Linked DNA regions of Sus scrofa: all the other regions are linked to region 2. Evidence: chromatin contacts called from public Hi-C and promoter capture Hi-C data. All regions are on one chromosome and are shown on one strand. Each heading gives the region's core, a stretch centred on a gene start, on an enhancer-like site or on the middle of the called end of the contact. The rest is flanking DNA. Distances are from core to core; before and after follow the strand shown.

Region 1 (3,778 bases), core at 800-3,299, 190 kb after region 2:
ACACCTGATCTAGCACACACTGACACACACAGGGCCTGGACAAGCCCGCCCTCTCTGGTCCTCCTAAACCCCAAAGCAACTGGAGAAACTTTGGGGACATTTTTACTTTTATTTTTTGCCTAACAGCTTTTTGTTTGTTCATAGAAAATTCTTCGCTGCGTTTTTGATGGCTGGCTCTGAAAGCACCATTTGGAGTAGAGGTAGATGGAGGGAGCGAGGAACCGTGAATGAACTTGCAGGCAGTGCTGGGTGGCCTCCCGGCTCTCTGCGTTTTGCCTTTAACACTAACTGTACTGTTTTTTCTATTCACGTGTGTCTAGCTGCAGGATGTAACATGGAAAACAGTAGCTAAAGATTAAATTCAAAGGACTTTCAGAAGTTAAGATTAAGTTTTTACATTTAATCTGCTGTTTACCTAAACTTGTATGTATAATTTTTGGGTGGGTATGGGAAATTGCTTTGCTAAAAATAAGCTCCCAGGGTGTTTCAAACTTAGAGAAGACCAAGGGGACAGTATTTTTTATCAAAGGAATCCTATTTTTTCACACTACGTAAACTTGGTTGCTCTGATACCCCAGAGCCTGACTGGAGGCCTCCTGGCCCTGGCTCAGGGGCCAGGGCCCTGGTGCTGGGCTTGCTGTCCCACTGTTGCCAGGGGCTGAAAGCTAGAGGGGCCTCTCAGGCCATGGACATCCACACCCCCACCCCATGCATGCACGGCCCACCACCAAGGGGTCTTCATTTCCATGGAAAAGGGACTCCAAGAGGCAGTGGTGGCCGTAGCCTCCAACCTAGGTGCTCCAGGGTGGGCCAGCTGCTCATGGGGGTGCCTGGGGAGGTCGAAGGACTCGACCACATCAACCTGTTTTCTTTTACCCTTCTGTGTGGTCCCCCCCACCCCATCCTAAATGGAATATCATGATTTTTGAAACACTCAGTGGGGGACATTTTGGTGAAGATGCAATATTTTTATGTCATGTGATGCTCTTTCCTCACTTGACCTTGGCCACTTTGTCCCAATAGTCCACAGCCCCACCCTGACCACCCCACACCTCTTCTCTGGCGCTCTAGTCCCAGGCCTGAATGGCTGGGAAAGGTCTGGTGGCTAGGGAGGAATGCCAGCAATATAGTTCATAGTAAAAATCTGTGGGCTCTCAAAGCTAATTTTTTACTAAAGTTTTTATACAGCCTCAAATTGTTTTATTAAAAAAAAAGATTAAAAATGGTGATGCTTACAGCAGTTTGTACAAGCTCTTAGTGTTGATTCCATGGAACTGACGGCTTTGCTCTTTGCGATTCCACCCCCCACCCCCACTTCTTTCCTAATGGTTTAAACTTCGGAATTACACTGGGGCTTCTTTTGCCTTTTTTAGCAGAACATCCGTCCATCCATCTGCATCTCTGTCCCATGACTCAGGGGCACCCACTCTGCTTTGATTCTCCTCCTTTGGAAGAAACCATTTTGAGCATGACTTTTCTTGATGTCTGAATAGTTATTTTGGGTACCTTTTAGGGAGGAATGCCTTTTGCAATAATGTATCCCTTCCATAATCTGTAGGTGGGTGGGTGGACCCAGGCTCCCTTTGCACGCCAAGCAGCCACTTCTAAGCCATATTGACTGTTTTGCAGAAGATTTGAGTGTGCTGCCTCAGGAGGAGAGGGACGGTCAGAGTGGAGAGGTCTCTACCCTGCCCTTCTTTGGAGGGGGTTCCCCCTTGCTCCTCTCCCACAGGGCCTCTCTCCTGCCTGGATCTCCAGTAGGGGGAGCAGTGCCCTGGTGTGGGGAGCCTGTACAGGAGGGCTCGGGGGGGCTTGTGCCTCCAAGTCCTGATCCAAGCCAGAGTTTCCCTAATGCCCCAGAGTCAGGAGCACAAGCAGGGTCTGACCTGGTCAGATTGTGTTTGATGACCTCCTCAAAAGATAAACAATTCCCAGTGTTCCAGGTGAGGGCTTTGAAAGGCCTTCCAAATAGCTCCGTTGCCCTTAGCAACCCCAGCATTGGGCACTGCCACGCAGAGAAGTGGCTGGCCCAGAATGGCCTGTTACCATAGCAACAGGAGGCGATGGGGCAGTGAACAGAATAACAGCAACAATGCCCTTGCAGGCAGCCTCCTCCCCTGATCGCCCAGCTGGCAATGGTCATTGGACTCTGTGAGACAGAGAGCCAATCTCACATTCAAGTGTTCACCAACCACTGACGTGTTTTTATTTCCTTCTATATGATTTTAAGATGTGTTTTCTGCGTTCTGTATAGAAACATATCGAACTAAATAAAAGCAGTGTCTTTATTACAATGCCATTGCCTCCAAGCATCTATTACCCTGGCTCCTACACGACATGAGTATAGGGTGGGACTAGAGTCCATGGGACAGAGGGAAAGGGGACCCAGCTAGGCCCACTCAGGTGGCCTTTGAGCAGCTGACCAGATAGTCTTCACAGCCTCACCATTTCTGTGCTTCTGGGAGGAATGTATGTGTGCAGCAGAAGCTCTGTCAAACAATGAGCTCTCCTTAGCACGTCTTCTGCCTGAGCCAGCTGAGACAGATCTCCTTGAGCTTCAGTTTCCTCGTCTATGATGGGGGAGAGGGATGGGCAGAAAATCCAGTGAGACTGGGTGGGAGGGGAGGATGGTGGGAGAGGTCTTGCTGAAGGTTGTCTGCTCCAGAGTGGGTTGACTCCTGCAGTTCCCAGACAGGGGTCCTTCATCTGGGCCCCCTGCACATGACCTTGGGTTAAGGCTGGCCCTCTCCCAAGCAGTCTAAAGGCAGGTTTGGCCCTTGCCTTGGAGTGGGGAGAAGGGGAGAATGGTTTCTGGCCAGGCTATTCTGCCTTCTTTGGGCCTATAGATTCTGGGGGCCTGCCCCTAAGTACCCTGCCTGGGACAGAAAGACCAGCTGGGTAGGCTTAGCATGACTTAGTGCCCAGGAAGGGGCAGGTTGTCCTGGGACACTACCCAGGGTGCCGGAGGCAGGGGATGCAGCAGCTGTGTTTTCAGAGGCAGGATTGGGGCCATTGGTCACAGAACAACTGATGCCTCTAACGGGCCTCACTCCCACCCCCACAGAGTCTTCACCATCTCTACCTATAGCCCCCAGGCTGCTGCTCTGCCCACAATTTAAGACCCAGAGCTGAGAGATTGGTCCTGTACTGCAGATAAAACTGAATCCCAGAGTGGGGAGTTGAAGGTCAAACAATTACTTGTGGCATACAATACTGATAAATACCAGGAAAAGCTGTCCTCAGTACAGAGTTAAGGGACACATACCTCATACCTCACCCCCTAGACCTAGCAGCAGGAGCCTGGGATATGACCCTGCCCTTTGCTTTCTTGGCCTCAAGAAGTTGTTTAATACCTAATCTGAAGCCATGGGTTATGAGTGGATTCACTGTCCTGTACTCTAGTAAAGGGATTTCTGGTTTCAGCAGAGAATATATGGTCAGTAGAATAGGAAGAAGCCACAAGGGCCTCTGGCCTCTGCCCTGCCCTACTCTTCTTTGGGAATATCTGACATTTGGCCTGGCAGACCCCTGACCTGCAGCACTCCTGCCAGGTCTCTGTGACCTCTCCTTGTAGGAGGCAGATAGGGAATGTCTACTCAGATTTTTCAAGCTAGAGAGGGCAGTGTAGGAAAGGGGCAGAAACAATGGGACACAGTGGAGAAGGGGAGAGGGAGCTGTCAGACCCACAGAAATATGCATTCGCCTGTGCTTCTGACCCAGAACAAATTCCCATGAACCTTTTGGCCTGGCTTCCCCATCTGTGAAGTGGGGACAGCAC
Region 2 (4,029 bases), core at 1,132-3,631:
TCCCTGTGGCCTAGGGGTTAAGGATCCAGCGTTGTCAATGCTACAGTTAAGGTCACTGTAGTGGCATACATTCGATCCTTGGCCTGGGAACTTGTTCATGCTGTGATGCAGCCAAAAAACAAAGAAAAAAAAATTCTGCTATGGGGAAAACCTTTTTTGCTAATGACCATCTCAACAATTCCATGATAGTTTGGTTATAATGCTTTGCTTGACAAGAACAGCACTAAACAAATTTTCTTTTTAAAAATGAGATAATGGAGTTTCCGTCATGGCTCAGTGGTTAACGAATCCAACTAGGAACCATGAGGTTGTGGGTTTGATCCCTGGCCTCACTCATCAGGTTAAGCATCCGGCGTTGCTGTGGCTGTGGCGTAGGCCAGCAGCTATAGCTCCGATTAGACCCCTAGCCTGGGAACCTCCACATGCCAAGGGTGCGGCCCTAGAAAAGCCAAAAAAAAAAAGAGATAATAACATCACACACTTCAGTTTTCCTTTGAGGACCAAAGTAGCAAAAAATGTGTGTCTGTATTTGTGTACAAATGTGTACACATATACAGGTATACAAACACACATATGCATCATACAATATTGTCTTGGTATGTTTATCTTCTCGATAACCATTACGTTGATCTGGCTATATTTTAATTTTTTTTTTTTCTTTTTAGGGCCGTACCTTAGGCATACAGAAATTCCCAGGCTAGAGGTCGAATTGGAGTTACAGCTGCCAGCCAGCCTACACCACAGCCACAGCAATTCAGGATCCAAGCCACATCTGCAACCTACACCACATCTCACGGCAACACCAGATCCTTAATCCACTGAGCAAGGCCAGGGATCAAACCCACATCCGCATGGATCCAAGTCAGGTTCATTAACTGCTGAGCCACAAAGGGAATATGATCTGGTTTTACTTTAAAAGTATCACTATGCTGTTCTACAATTAAGACAAAAGGAGGGGGAAACCTCTGTTGGGGAACAAAGTACAACAATTATATTGGGAAGTCCTTCAAATTTTATAACCAACAAACCTCAGAGGAGATCAGGTAGCTTCTCCTAAAGGCCACAAGGATCCATAAATATATTCAAATATCTAAACGCTCTTTTCTCTCCAAACCTCTTGAACATCCTCCAAACACTTTTACTGATTTTAGTCTATCTGAAACTTCCTCTGCTTCTGTTGAGTATTCTTCATATGCCACTTCTGATCAGGATATATCATCCACAAGTACTTTTTGCCCGCCCTGCCTTTCACAGATTGGCTAGCACAAGACACACCTGAATTCCTCCTAATCCCACTGTTTCTCTTCCCTGCTCAAGTCCTCTGTCACACTAAGTTTCTTGGAAGACAACCATAGTTTCTTAAAGAGGGATGCTCAGTCACATTCAGTGCAAAGCCAAGCCCCAGCTTTCAGCTCCCACACAATACAATAGTGTAAGTACTATTCCTTCTCCTAGAAAATTTATTAAGAAACTTCTGACTGAGACCTGCTCTTCTAAATCTTGGACTTTTAATCTTTTTAGCTAGGCTCTAGGTTACCCCTCTCTCTCACTCCGAAATGCGGCTGCTACAATTATCTTTGACATTTGCTACCAAAATAATGAGACTCTCAGACATTTGTTCAGCTTCCGACCTTGATGTCTGTTCCGCAGTTTACAAGTTACAAAGTATCTACTTCTGATCTACGCCTCAACCAACTGACTGCGGGGGGCGCCAAATGTCGCTACTCTGGTTTTAACAGTAAGGAACCAGGGTCTGTGAGATGTGGACGCCTTTGCCCAAAGTCACAGAGCGAATCCTCAAATCTAAAGGGTCTGCTCAACCTGAGGGTCCCTGTGAGCATTCCCCTTCTTTCCATTCTGCAGCCCTAGACCCCGCCGGATCCGCCCCCTGAGCTCTGAAAGGGCCGGGACAACCTTCTGCTCCACCCACGCTTTCCCAGAGAGGATCTAGGGCTCCCTCTCTTCTGTGGCGGGGGGTCAAGTCAAACTCCGGGGTCACTAACATCGCCCCTGCCCGGCCGGAAAAGAGGGTCCCGGCCCAAACAGGAAAAGAGGGGATGGGCCTGAGCGCCCAAGCCCCGCCCTCTGGCCCTGCGCGGCGGAAACGCGGGTTCGGCGCTCACCACTGCGCCCCTCGTTGCAGCGTGGTCCTCATTAAGGCCCCGAGCTCGGATTTCTGGGTCTCTGCATCCGGTCGTTCACGGCAGCCTCCGCCTTCCGCCATCTCGTCAGCGGCCCCGGTCCAGCCGGCCCGGACATCCGCCTCGCGCACAGCGTGCCGTGGGTCGCGAACACGCACTCACGCACGCACGCACGCACGTGCGCGCACCCAAGGACCTTCTCGCGCCGCGGCTTGTACGCTTGCCCTCTTCTGCCTTTCCCCCACCCTTCCAACGCGCCAACCCTGTCCCACCCGTGCGCGGCGGAGTGGGCGGGGGTTGGGGGAGCGGCCGGAAGAGGAAGTGGGCGCGGGGCGGGGGTGGGTAGGAGCTGCCGCTTCTTCCGCCCTGAAGGCCAAGCCACGGGGCGGCGGTCCTGCACCACTTCTCCTTTCAGCTCGGCGATCTTTAGGAGTCGGTCCGCAGACCCCATGACACCCTGGGCACCTCTTCTGGATTTGCAGGGTTATCCTGGTCTTAATAAAGGCAGCTCGGGTGCAAGGAGGCCTAGAACTAGGTCTTCTTTTCACTCCAGCCTTTCGGCTTTCAGCAGAGACCTTACGTTAGTCCTTAGCTGCCCAAACTTGGAATGGATCTCCATTCCCAGAGGCACTACAGGGATTTTAGAGGGTGTTAGGTGCACCAGCGCCTTGGGACCGAGTCTCGACGGTGTGGCCTAGTCGTTAGCAAGCTGGACGCCAGTATAACCTAGCCCAGGCAGTTACACAGGCCCCTGAGGTAGCTACTTGCTTTGTCGGGGAGTCAAGCAGCCGCAGAGGGGCAATAGCAATGGGGGAAGGAGAGGTAAAAGTCTGTTCTCCACATCAGATGCCGGGTTGCTGCTCTGTTTGTTGTTGCAACAAGATAGTGTTTGAACACCATATGTTTCCCACTCAACCCTGCAAACAAAAATCACAGCCCTCTTCCTGGAGGAGGAAGTAAACCCAGAGCAAGGTGGAGGCCAGACAGCTAGCCTATGTGAATCTAGCAGAGAAAATAAGATATACAAGGCCCAGTACCTGCCCTTATTTGATCTATAGGAGGAGAATAACTCTTCCACAAATGACCCCAGAGCCAAGCAGTGTGGGGTAAATGCCACTAACAGGTAGAACCAAAGATTAGACCCTGAACTGTGAAAGGGCGCCTTTGACTTGAGTAGCATTTGAGCGTGATCTTGAAAGCATAGAAATGATAGTGCATGTTAAAGGAGGAATAACTAGAAGGGTCAAAGAAAATTTCTGGAACTAGCAGGGTGGACGGAATCAAAGAATGAGGATTAGTCCAATTGAGCTGGGCACAGATTACTGAAAGGGCTTGGGATCTGAAGCTCAAAGGGAGGCCAGAGGGGCCACATGTCTTGCCTTAAACAGCCCACAGATATTGTGGGAAGTTTCAGAGCATAGAGAAATGGTTGAGGGTGCTTTATACCCACAGTGCTACTAGGAACCTTGGGAAAGATGGCTGTGAGGGAGGAGAGGAGAAACAGATGAACTGTGTTCATTTTTAGGGGTAGAAGAGATAGAGGTGGCCTGGTGAAGGTGTGGTAAGTCATTTGAACAGATTTACTATTTTTATGTTCGGCTTTTGGCTAATTGAAGTTACTTTGCACTCCTGGGACATCCACTATGCACCGTTTAGTCGAAGAGATCTCTTCACAGTGGGTAGGTAGCAGGGAAAAGTAAATTTGGAGTTAAAACTGCCTTGAGGGAGTTCCCATTGTGGCACAGCAGAAAGGAATCCCTCTAGTAACCATGAGAATGGGGGTTCCATCCCTGGCCTCCCTCAGTGGGTCAGGAATCAGGTATTGCTGTGACCGGTAGTGTAGATCGCAGCTGCAGCTGGGATCTGGCATTGCTGTGGCTGGGCATAG
Region 3 (3,664 bases), core at 828-3,327, 240 kb before region 2:
AGCAAGGACGACAGGCTAAAGCTGGTCCTTGAGCACTGCCCCCACTCTGGATGTGGCAAAAAGCAGGGGTATGCTGGCAAATATTTGGGCAGATTGAAAGCCTCTGGTATGCAGTGGACTCAAGAACCCCATGAAAGGGTCAGAAACTTAGCTGGGCATTCATCTTTCCTGAACAGCAGTGGCCTTCAGTCATGCCATTCAAAGAAAAGGAACCTTGTCTTTAGCCAGGGCTGTTAGTGTTTGGCTCTGCTGTCAGTGACACCCACCTCTTCTAGAAACCTGTCATGCTCCTCCTCCTTGAGGAAATCAATGTCCCTTGAAGAGATGATGCCCACCAGGCGGCTCCCCATCCGGCCTGTGTCAGTGATGGGGATACCACAGAAGCCATGCTGGGCCTTGGCTTCAAAGACATCCCGCACTCGATCCTTAGGACTGAGGACCACCGGGTCTGTGATGAATCCCTGCTCATATTTCTGGAAGGGATGGTGAAAAGGGGCACTTTCACCAAGTTCTTGGTCTAAAGCCTGGGATCTGTGCCAACCCCCCTTTGGCAATGCCACAAGATGAAATCACACAAACACTTCAAACCCAGAACTAGGAGACATGGGTAGGCTGTAGGCACTGTCTACCTGGTCCTCTTCTGTTGCTTTAAGACACAGGGTCTCAGGCTCTTCTGAGGAACTGAACCCCCACAGTGGGAAAAAAGGATGCTAAATTAAAAGAATAAGTCCCCCACTCCCACCCCACTCCACCTCAGTGCAATTCCCAGGAGCTCTTGACCACGATCCTTGCCCTTCTGACCTTCACTTTTCGCACTTCATTGGCCTGAAATTCTGGTGTACAGTTGTGGTGAATGAAGCCAATACCACCTGTAAGCTGTAGCAGATGCCAAAAGAAAATAGGGAAACAGGGACAAAGAAGAGTGGCATCACTGTATGCCTTTGACAAGAGATGGGACCCCTGCTTCTGCCCTCATATGTGACAATGCTCACCGCCATTGCTATGGCCATCCCAGCCTCTGTGACTGTGTCCATGGGTGAGGAAACCAGTGGGGTCTTCAGAGTGATCTTTTTAGTCAGAGCAGAGGTGAGGTCCTAAAGAAATAAGGCCAACTAATATGCAAAAGCACCTCATATACTTCAGGTCAGTGCCACGTTCCCCACAAAACAAGTGCCCTTTATGACCTGCATGCCAGTAAGACTCTTCCCTTCCATAGAATCCACCCCCAAACCCAAACTGGTGAGGTAGCCAAAGGGGACAGCAGCAGCATCTTACCTAAACTTTACACCCATCCAACTCCTGTCCATACTCACCACTTGGTCTGCTGTGAAGTCGATATACCCAGGGAGAATGAGAAAGTCACTAAAGGGGAGGGGAAATGGGAGTAAGGGTCAGGATTACAGCAGCCTGAAACACCATCCCCAATAGATCATCTCTTAAGGCATTTGAGCAGAGAGGACAATGAACTAGACCGAGTATCACAGGCAAGGCAGAAAAGAAGGTAGAGATGGAGACAAGGGACCTTTTCTGCCACCTAGCTGTCATCGGCGCCCCTGGAACCCTGACAACTCCATGTGCCCGGAGATTGGAATTTCTAGCCTGAAATGCCAAGCACTACCAAGATGCCTCCTCCATCCCGCCCGCTTCAAACGGAACCTCAGAGATGTGTGGTAATTTCCTGAACCTGTCTCCCACGCCTGAGTCCAAGTAGGCTCAAAGGAAGCCCCACCCGGCCTCCCAACCCAGCGCGCCGCCCCTCTCCTCGCCCAGGTGAGGCCGCTAAGCCCGCACTTGTACGTGAGGCCGTCCCCGCAGTTGAACAGCTGCTGAGCCGTGAGCCCGTCGTCCGGTACGTAGGACGTGCCCCCACTAATCAGGTAATCGGCCATGGTTAACGCGGGGGCTAAGCCGCGTGTCTCCGAGGACCGCGCCGCAGAGGCCTCTGCCTTCTGGGCCGCGCCAATATAAACCAGCCGAAATCGTCACTGCGCCCTGCGCGCCGCTGACGTCAGGACGCAGCACGCACAGGCGGAGCCCACACGCCTTTAGGGCGGAGCTGGCGGGAGGAAACGCAAGCGCAGAGCATGCTCTAGCTGCGTCGCCTGGTAGAGCTGTTCCCCTATCGCTACCCGCTCCCGCAAGACCTTGCCCCTTTAAATTAACAAGCAAGGCTTTGCTGCCACTGTCCCCCCAGCTTCCTCCCAAATAAAGAGACGTTGTTCACTAGCATGTTGAAAAGACGTGCTTGTCATTCTTAATAAACAACTAGATTAAGAATACATAAGAGAAACAGAGTGGTATCTTTATATGATACACAAGTGTATGTTACAAGAATTCCATCAGGCACAGGAGCCTCAGGTTTAAGGCCTCAATGTTAGGCCAAAAAAAAAAAACCAAAAAAAAAAAACCAAAAAAAAAAAAAAGGTAAAGTTTTTACTTTAACATCTAAAATGTCATTTGTCATAAAGAAGGGTGTAATAGAAATTGTCTTTAATAAATCATAATTGAAGTTCCCCTCATTTTCCTTCCATTAAGATGCTAGGTTTATGTCTGAGCATGAAGAAAGAAAAGGCCATGGCTCGCTCCCCTGTGGTCAGCAATGTCTGCCAGTCATAATGGAAGCCAGCTGGAGAGATCTCTCTGTAGGGTCCATCCATCATTAATTCCATCTTTCTGGAGGAAGGATAAGGGGCCACATTTCTCTTAACAGTCCAAGCCCTTTCCTCAGGCCCCAAACAAAAAAAGTCAGCCAGCAACTTTCTAGAACATCTGGCTCTCAGGAAACCCAGAGCCCCCATGGGCTGAGGAGTCTGCCACAGCAGGTTTATGAAGATGCACGGGGGCAAAGTTTCCTTTTACATTTTAAACAGAAGCAGTCTGAAAGGCTTCATAACTACACCAATAAAAAAGAAAAGAAAAAAATGGAGGCCTCTTCTTTAGTGTGAAAGTCTGTCCGTTTTTTCCTGGATCGTCTCCCTTGAACCACGGCTGAGGGATCTCAGTGCATGGTGCTTGCATTAGCCACTGCTATGGCCTCCTGAATTTCTCGTATCACCAGGATTCGAGTCAGCATCTGTCCCATCTGCTCTCTGCTGATAGGCTGGACCGAGTACCAGATTGGGCTGTTGGGAGCCACCACCGGCTCTGGCGTCAGGTAAAAGGTGTCATTCCGGCCTTTCACACTCTGAGGGCTGAAGGATATATGGGTGAAAGCTGGGTGAAACCACCATAATCTCAACCCTCCCACCTTGAACCTCCTAGACAAATGCTCTCCAAAAGATAGGAAGTTCTGGAAGGTAGTCACACAGTTCCTCAATTCCATGCAGCCAACACACACTACCTCTAGGACATCCCTTTGGAGTTACTGCAAATGCCACTGACAGGGTGCCTACCTTCTGCTCCTCCCTCACATGCTGCCAGGTGTGATTCTTCTGACTTGGACTCCCAGGGTTCATCTACTTGAGTCCATCCAATCTCACTAGAAACCAACTTCACCACTCAGAAGGTCTGTCTTCAAGAAAACAGCTTATGCTGTTTCCTCTACCTCATCCATTGATAATTTCTCAATTTCCCCAGAGGGACTCTGACTTCTCAGCTTCACTGTGATGCTGGGGGCCTGTATCTGGACTCAAAGCCCCTCAATATTGGGCTGTACTTCTCTTAA

Evidence for each region. Promoter capture Hi-C pulls out the DNA fragments that hold promoters and counts their contacts. Hi-C and Micro-C count contacts between places; a contact is called where the count stands out from the background.
Region 1: a contact with region 2 is called in a Hi-C map of liver, with 4 times the contacts expected there. The contact joins the enhancer-like site here to the promoter of USP4 in region 2. A contact is called at or near these places in 4 of 47 Hi-C or Micro-C datasets (embryonic fibroblasts, heart right ventricle, liver and 1 more) and 1 of 2 datasets of contacts at active chromatin or transcription factors (skeletal muscle).
Region 3: a promoter capture Hi-C map of skeletal muscle shows a contact between it and region 2, with 5 times the contacts expected there. The contact joins the promoter of IMPDH2 here to the promoter of USP4 in region 2. A contact is called at or near these places in 2 of 5 promoter capture datasets (fetal skeletal muscle and skeletal muscle), 1 of 47 Hi-C or Micro-C datasets (embryonic fibroblasts) and 1 of 2 datasets of contacts at active chromatin or transcription factors (alveolar macrophages).

What each region holds. Positions count from the first base shown.
Region 1 is chr13:32,090,157-32,093,934 of Sscrofa11.1, forward strand. It overlaps DAG1 (dystroglycan), which reads left to right. Exons shown (of 3, transcript XM_021068744.1): 3 at 1-2,294. Among named protein-coding and RNA genes, the nearest start is that of BSN, 15 kb to the right of the region's middle. Within about 2 kb of position 2,050, at least 21 of the 83 cell types and tissues checked have an H3K27ac peak or open chromatin away from gene starts, as enhancers often do. A contact at or near this core is called in liver, where this site is marked.
Region 2 is chr13:31,901,996-31,906,024 of Sscrofa11.1, forward strand. USP4 (ubiquitin specific peptidase 4) reads right to left here and starts at 2,382. Exons shown (of 22, transcript NM_001243188.1): 1 at 2,124-2,382. The coding sequence starts at 2,224.
Region 3 is chr13:31,661,583-31,665,246 of Sscrofa11.1, forward strand. IMPDH2 (inosine-5'-monophosphate dehydrogenase 2) reads right to left here and starts at 2,078. Exons shown (of 15, transcript XM_005669533.3): 1 at 1,792-2,078; 2 at 1,314-1,362; 3 at 993-1,094; 4 at 802-876; 5 at 267-473. The coding sequence starts at 1,889. QRICH1 (glutamine-rich protein 1) reads right to left here. Exons shown (of 10, transcript XR_002337951.1): 10 at 2,230-3,191.